Linked DNA regions of Sus scrofa: region 1 is linked to region 2. A link is a contact called in public HiChIP or PLAC-seq data. All regions are on one chromosome and are shown on one strand. Each heading gives the region's core, a stretch centred on a gene start, on an enhancer-like site or on the middle of the called end of the contact. The rest is flanking DNA. Distances are from core to core; before and after follow the strand shown. Region 1 overlaps ZBTB20 (zinc finger and BTB domain-containing protein 20). Region 2 overlaps ZBTB20 (zinc finger and BTB domain-containing protein 20).

Region 1 (3,328 bases), core at 62-2,561, 690 kb before region 2:
TTGATGGAATGAAATTGAGTTGAAATGAAAGTTTATTTCGAGAATAGCTATAGTCTGAATCCCAATTAAGTCTCCTACTCCTTATGCAGCAGTGAAATCTACCTTGATTGGCTGTTTTTCCTCTGAACCCATGAAGGGCATCTGATCAGAGTAGGACCATTTTGCTCACTAAAGCTAGGCTGGTCCTCATGAGTCATTTAAATATCAGGATGAAACACTAGTGACAGATATCACTTAGAAAAAATATTTAAGATGCTCATGGACAAAGCCTTCAGCTGTGTGTTTCAGGGAATTAAGGAATGTCTCTTTCAAACAAGAGTACATGGCCAACTCACCAACATTGCTCTTTTAACTTTGCAAAAGTTGCATTGTTCTTTTTATCAATGGCCTTGCTTCCCTCCATAGATTTGATTCTGCTTCCTACATGAGTCGGGCACCATACCCTCCTGTTTGTTGTCTCAAGGGTCACCTCTGGAGAACATAGCATAGAGGCATTGCAACCACTTCTATGTGTAGAAAATACTGAAGCCTCAACCCTTTGGCCTCACCCCTCTGTTTGCCTAGTGTCATTCACTTATACTCCTGCACAGATAACAGAGATCCACTCACTCTCCTTAGAAACAATTCCTTTCCCACCTCACTCTTCTCCAATAATTCTAGACTCCCTTTTTCCAGAGCTGGGAAACACTAAGACAACAACAATCTAAGTCTAGACATGCACAGATGTCGTTTTGACCCTATTTTTGCAGTTCGTAGTTTATTAAGGAGGAAAAAGTAACTCATGTAGTAATTAGTTGCAAATAACCTTCTTTGGTTGTGTAAAAGAATTATATAAACATGGCACATCTGAGGGCAAGTCTCTCCCAGCCCCGGTGGCTGTGCATTATCCCCTGGAGCCTTTAGAGGGCAGCAGCACACCGGATGACTCCAGGCAGCTTGTCAGGCGAACTCCTCACCAGACCAGAACCTTCCTCCTGGTCACCATGCCAAAGGTTGGTTTGCCAAGCTCTGGCCGCTTAGCCTCTTTCTTTCTTTTCAGTTTCTCTCTCTCTTCTTCTCAATCTCTCTCTCTCTCACCCTCTCTCCCTCCCAACCTCTCTCCCTCAATGTTAAAATTATACACTCTGATGAAGTCGCCCCTCAACCGGAAAATGAAAGCTCCAATGAAAAAGTTAGACGAGCCAACGACAACAAAGAAAGAAACTGGGAGAAAGGGGAAAGGGGGCTGGTGAGGGGGAAGGATTTAAGAACAAGAAAAGGGCAGATGTTTCGTAAATATATGCAAAGCAAAACTGGGTGTACCCTGAACACTTCCACAGAGAAACAGACCAATCATTGTGCACTTCCTCCCGCCACACTGGTGGAGCTCTGCATTCAAAAAAAAAAAAAAAAGAAAAAGAAAAAGTGTGGCCGTAGGCACCTGCCTTTCAACGGTCAGTTCTGACCTTCTGACTATCTCCCAATTGTCCAAAGAGAACAAAAACATTTTCATCTCCCCACTGCAAACCTTTCTGTTATGAGAAAAAGGCTGCTTCACAAACTAGGGAGGTGTTTTAAGGTGACAGGGCAGCTGAGTTAGCCAGCAGGATCTACTGGTTTTTAACTCTCATCATGCTGGCCCTGGCAACACGTTTTGGGCTGAAACATAGCAGTGAGTAAGGTTGTGGATGATGTTGGCTCTCTCCTTACCAGACCATATTGTATGGGGAAAGAAATATACATGAAAACATATTGAGGAGATGGGAGGTATTAAGCATGTTAAATACATGGAAATTAACTAGATCGGTGGCATTTGATGTATAGATTTCACACGTCTTTGCACATATTGCACACATACAGTGATGGCAATGCTTGCTGCAACATATGGAAAATAAATATTTTATCTGTGCGAGTTCTCATCAGTCTCTAGGGGCTGCTGAGAGGAGAGTATTCTCTTCTGTCTCCCTCTCCCAGTTTTCTCTTCTCGCTCAGTTCCCACCCTTTCCTGCACATTAATGTGCCTTTCACTTATCAGCCTGGCTGGATGGAAAAGAATTAGTCAGAACCTCCTTTTGATAAACAGTCATTGGATCATGACAACTTTGACCCATGACCCTCCTCATCAACCCCTCCTCTGTGCCCCCGCCCTGATTTTTTTTGGCTTGGTAACCATTTCCTTTCTCTCTTTCCCAGTGGTGCATGGAAGAGGCTTGGGGAGGGGGGCATAGGGGAGGTGGTACCAAAATACCCCAGTGGAGGTTGGTGGTAGACCTGAGGTACACCATCCAGTAGCTGTGTGCCCTAGGGACATTCCTTTGCTTCTCTGGGCCTCAGTTTTTTCATCCATAAAATGGAAATAATAGAACTTACCTTAAAAGGTAAGTTCTAAGGGCTGATGTGAGGATTACATGAGATAATTCCTATAAGAGAGTGGCACAGTGCTGGCACACGGAGTGCCCCGTGATGGTAGCTCTTTCACAGAGTGTCAGTTCTGTGGTTTTCATCATTTCAGCTATAAGGAGGTACTTCCTTTATCTTAGTAACCTTTTTAATATCTAGATCAGGTCAGGGGCAAATGGATGGTAATTGTAGCAAAGGCAGAAAGAATCTAGGGTGAGCAATCCCTTCTTCAACATTTGGATTTTACTGTATCGCCCTCCTGACACATCTTTCTGCTCACATGTGGCTTGTTGCTGCTGCTCTACCATTAGCTCCTCTTGAAGCTGAGGGTCAAGAAAGCTACACTTGGCCTAGAGAAGCCCAGCAAACCTGAGCACTACGGTCTTTTCATTGAAACCAACCTTTGGCACTCCAGCTTATCACGTTTTCTACAGTTTATCCTTTCATCACTTGGTCTAATGTTCTCAGGTCCATTTAAGATGTTTTCATGATTAAGATATTTTATTCTCTCAGTTTTTTTAACCTTCTTGGCAAGGTTGATTTATAATGTTTTTCAGTATATTTCTCTCCCTGTATCAGGCAGGATCTTGGCAAGAACCAGATGGCACACTCAGAGGTTTTAACCGAGGAGAGTTGAATGAAAGGACTCGATACTGAGGTAGAGAAGGGGCTGGGGACCCTCAAGGGATGAGAAGCACCAGGGACTAGCAGTAGGGGGAAGTTGTTAATCTCAGCTTTAAGCTGCTGAACCGAAGGAGGAAATGTGTAGAGGACCCTACATCCAGTCAGAGCTGAAGCTGGGCTAATAAATACCTCTCCTACTCTCCCATCTCTTGCTGATCCCACCCTTTTGGCCAAATTCAAAGAGAAGCCAGAGAAGAAGGCAGCCTGAGTAACACAGTCCAGAGAGGTTGGGCTCCTGGGCCACGTATCAGGGCAAAGAATGGTT
Region 2 (3,707 bases), core at 597-3,096:
ATTACTTTCAAATGAACTGTAGAATCACAAAAAGTCTTGATCCTGAAGTAGAAGAGAGGTTATGAAGCCAAAGTTGAGCATAACTCTTCCACAGTTTAGTGCAGAAATAGCATACTACTTATTCATTATTATAGTTGAACATCTAGAGTGGCAGAAAAGCCTTTTTTTCTTATATATGTTGTTTCCAAAATCTGCTGTAGCGGTTACACATACATGATAGCACTAATAGATGGCATTATTTCTCCCCACAGCCCCAGAAGATTGCCTATGTTTAAATTAGAAGTAAAAGAACTCAAAGAACATATTTTGATACATTAAACATAATTGGCATTGATGTTATTTGATGATTGAATGTATAGTATCTATGGTACAGGAAAACATATGAATTCAAGCATCCTCTAGAATTTCAAGGATATAGATACTGCCTTTGGGGCTTTGGTAAAGAATTAAAAGGATTTTCCTTGTTATTTGGCACTGGCTATAATCCCTGAGGATTCCTCAAAATGCTAGAAATTACTTAAGCAATGAAAATGCATGAAACATAGGTTTTTAAGAAAATTGTAAATTTTGAGTTTTGCCAAATAACCCAGAAATCATATATGTGATTTGAAAATTTGGAGCAAAGAATCAAATGGCCATTACTGACTCCAATAACATTGTAAATAATATCTAGAGGTTGCATAAGCTAGCCAAAATAGCTTATACAATATGAAAAAAATCATCTAAAACGGTTGATTCCTAATTTAATAATAACTTTGGCACATACGCATTTGCTCAACTGCTAGTGTTTATTGTCCTTGATGTAGAATGAACTATTTCTATGTGAGTAATACATAATTTCTATAATGTGCTTGCAACAGTTACATGGCCATATGAATTAAAATACTTAGGTTTTCTTTTTAGCGCCATGCAACTTTTTATACTAATTAGATTCTCACTGGCAAAGGAATTTAGGATGAACGCACTATTTTATTTTTTATATAAATTAAAGTAAATTTTCCACTGAAAAATGTAGTTTATTGAAATGTATTTCTAAAGTGGCCTCCAGGACAAGTCAGCTCTAATATCCATTATCAACTTTTAGACCTAAAGAGGCCAGCCTTGAAACTGAAGAAGATTGGAACTAGCAGCATTCAAAGAGTGTCAACATCAGTCCTTCCTTTTGCCAGAAAGATCACTAGTAGGCGCTATCAGCCAGATGCTGCTTCCACACACTTTGCCAGACTCTAGGGAAAAGCATTTGCCCTGGTAGGAACTCGACTTCTTAAATGGCAGCAGACTAGCTACTACTCAAGCTTGGGAAAGTTTTATGAACACATTCCTGATAATTTTAATATTTATAGAAAGCCAGAACATGTGTAAATAATCACACAATTGGATATTTATGAAGTGCCAGATTTTATGAATATAGGAATTTGTTAATTAGCACAAGGACTAATCATTAAAATTCAAAAATAGATAAATAAGCAGGAATATCATTTATTTGTTCACATTTCAGGGGGACGAATGCAGCTGCTATCCTTTTGATGAATGTAGGCTTCAGGAGAAAAATGTGAAGAAGGAAAGTACTCAAAAGTTTTGAAATCTTAATAAAATCTAAGAAATTGCTATATAATCTTTATATTAAAAATAACCACAGTGTTTCTTCCCTTACGTTAAAGAAAAGAAGTTTAAATCAGCATGTGCTTAGCATTTGAATCACACTGTCTTGCATTCCACCGTTTTGGTCCTTTTCAAGGAGCCAAAGCTGATTTTCATCGAATAAGAGTTAAAAAGCACACACGTCACTCAGTACCAAATTGTTTTAGCTACAGGGCATGGCGAAGCATGAAATAACTGCTTTAGAGCACTTCCTCATGTGGGTGTGTTAGATAACTGTCTGCTCCAACATTAAAACGAAACACACTGTGACCTGACCAAGACTTCAGGGCTTTCAACAGGCAGATTTCATGTGCTGAAAGGAAAAGCCCACCATAACCAGCAAGGCTGGTTAATGAATTCTTCCGGCACTCTATAGCCCTCCTGTGACGCAAGCCTTTCAGGTTTCCAAATCCCTATATAGTAGAGTACACTGGTTTTAAGTTTACTTATGCACATTTTATAATATCCTGCTGTATTTTGATTGTGACAGTCCCTCCCAGAAAAGGCTAAGATTATTTTTTCATACTAAAAATATTTTAGATCTACTGAAGGCTAAGAATTATAATGCAAAAGAAAACATACACACATTCTAAAAATCAAGCCAACCATAAAAATGACTAAATGTTTATTTACTCTTTTATTCTTTCTAGAAGGTAAAAAGAAATTCTTATCTTCCCTTAAAAACCTCTTTGTTTTTTGTTTGCTTCTAATTAACATAAATATGCTTAATATGAAATTTTAAGATGTCATGTCTGCAAAGAATCTGATTTCTTTATCCATACCTGTATAAGACTATGTACATAAATGTACATATATGCACACATGTATCTCCTCATATACATTTGTACAGAAAAAGAGAATTGCTAGACAAGAAACACATTAAAGATTTCCTTTGAAAAAAAGAGTAGAATTTAGGCAGGTCTCACAATGTTGATATAGAAAATGACAGGTGCGTGAGACATGCACACTTTTGATATATTAGTTTTAAAACAAATTTTGGGGGCAGGAGTCTGAAATGGAGGAAAATCACACATATATCGCATACCATATTAACACAGACTTTCAATAGACTACCCTCAAAGTCCCCTGATTGGACCTGACTGTACTCAGCATTTGTACTACTCTTGGTCAAAGCTGGCCTTCCAGCTTAAAAGACAGTTTAGGCAACATAAGCAAATTAAAAGTCTCTGAATAAATTTTTTAAAAGAAAGAGAAAAAAAGACTTAGCAAAAGTTCACCACCCTCTTGGAATAATGGATTTTTAATAAACATTTTGCTATGTTTGAACCTTGAGAATGTGTTTGGGAATCTGCTCTAGCGTCCCAGGTGGGTTAAGAATATTGCTTTATGGACTTCTTTGTGTTGTCAGAGAGGCCTAATGGAATTAAAAAAAAAAAAGAAGAAGAAGAAGAAGGAAAAAAAAAAAGTCTGCCACTTCTAGTAAATAAATAATTTATTATGAAAAAGGTGATTGTTATTATCAAAGATCTCTATAGATTAGCATCCATTTTCTATCATTGCCAATGTGCATGCTGAAAACATTTGCATATCTTACCACCTGACTTAATTTTTATCAAATGAATAGCAGTTTTACTTTCAGACAAATCTAAATAAAACTCCATTAGGAGACCATTTCAAATGGACCTATTTAACTACTTTGAATTTTGAAGAGCACTGTTCTGGGAAAACTCTTCAACAATGTCAGCTAGTTGTGAATACAACTTTTCCCAACATAAAAAAGAAAAGTAAATAATAAAGGAAAAAGAAAGCACCTCAAAACTATGTTTGAAATAACAAATACCTTATTTATAGTCGCCGAAATGTTAAATGAATACTTACAGTTGTTGCACAAGATGGCCTGATACACTTCATAGCTTCCACTTTGTAAAAAGATGGCCAGCCCCCTACTCCTCCCTCCCCAAGCATAAATAAACAGTAACAGACTAAAAGGAAACTGTCCTAGGATAAAAACTGCTTGTTAAGAAAGTTTGCATTCTTACTAACCAGTGATATCCCTATAAATGTAAAAGTCCATCTGCAAAATAAAAGTTACAAAACTGAGTACC

The links. HiChIP or PLAC-seq counts read pairs in DNA pulled down with a chosen protein or histone mark.
Region 1: a contact with region 2 is called in an H3K27ac HiChIP or PLAC-seq map of alveolar macrophages. The contact joins two enhancer-like sites. A contact is called at or near these places in 4 of 47 Hi-C or Micro-C datasets (embryonic fibroblasts, epiblast stem cells, fetal skeletal muscle and 1 more) and 2 of 2 datasets of contacts at active chromatin or transcription factors (alveolar macrophages and skeletal muscle).

The regions. Positions count from the first base shown.
Region 1 is chr13:145,594,269-145,597,596 of Sscrofa11.1, reverse strand. All of the region lies in intron 6 of ZBTB20 (zinc finger and BTB domain-containing protein 20), which reads right to left. Among named protein-coding and RNA genes, the nearest start is that of DRD3, 170 kb to the left of the region's middle. Within about 2 kb of position 1,311, at least 47 of the 83 cell types and tissues checked have an H3K27ac peak or open chromatin away from gene starts, as enhancers often do. A contact at or near this core is called in alveolar macrophages and subcutaneous adipose tissue, where this site is marked.
Region 2 is chr13:144,904,455-144,908,161 of Sscrofa11.1, reverse strand. All of the region lies in intron 2 of ZBTB20 (zinc finger and BTB domain-containing protein 20), which reads right to left. Among named protein-coding and RNA genes, the nearest start is that of ZBTB20, 50 kb to the right of the region's middle. Within about 2 kb of position 1,846, at least 19 of the 83 cell types and tissues checked have an H3K27ac peak or open chromatin away from gene starts, as enhancers often do. A contact at or near this core is called in alveolar macrophages and subcutaneous adipose tissue, where this site is marked.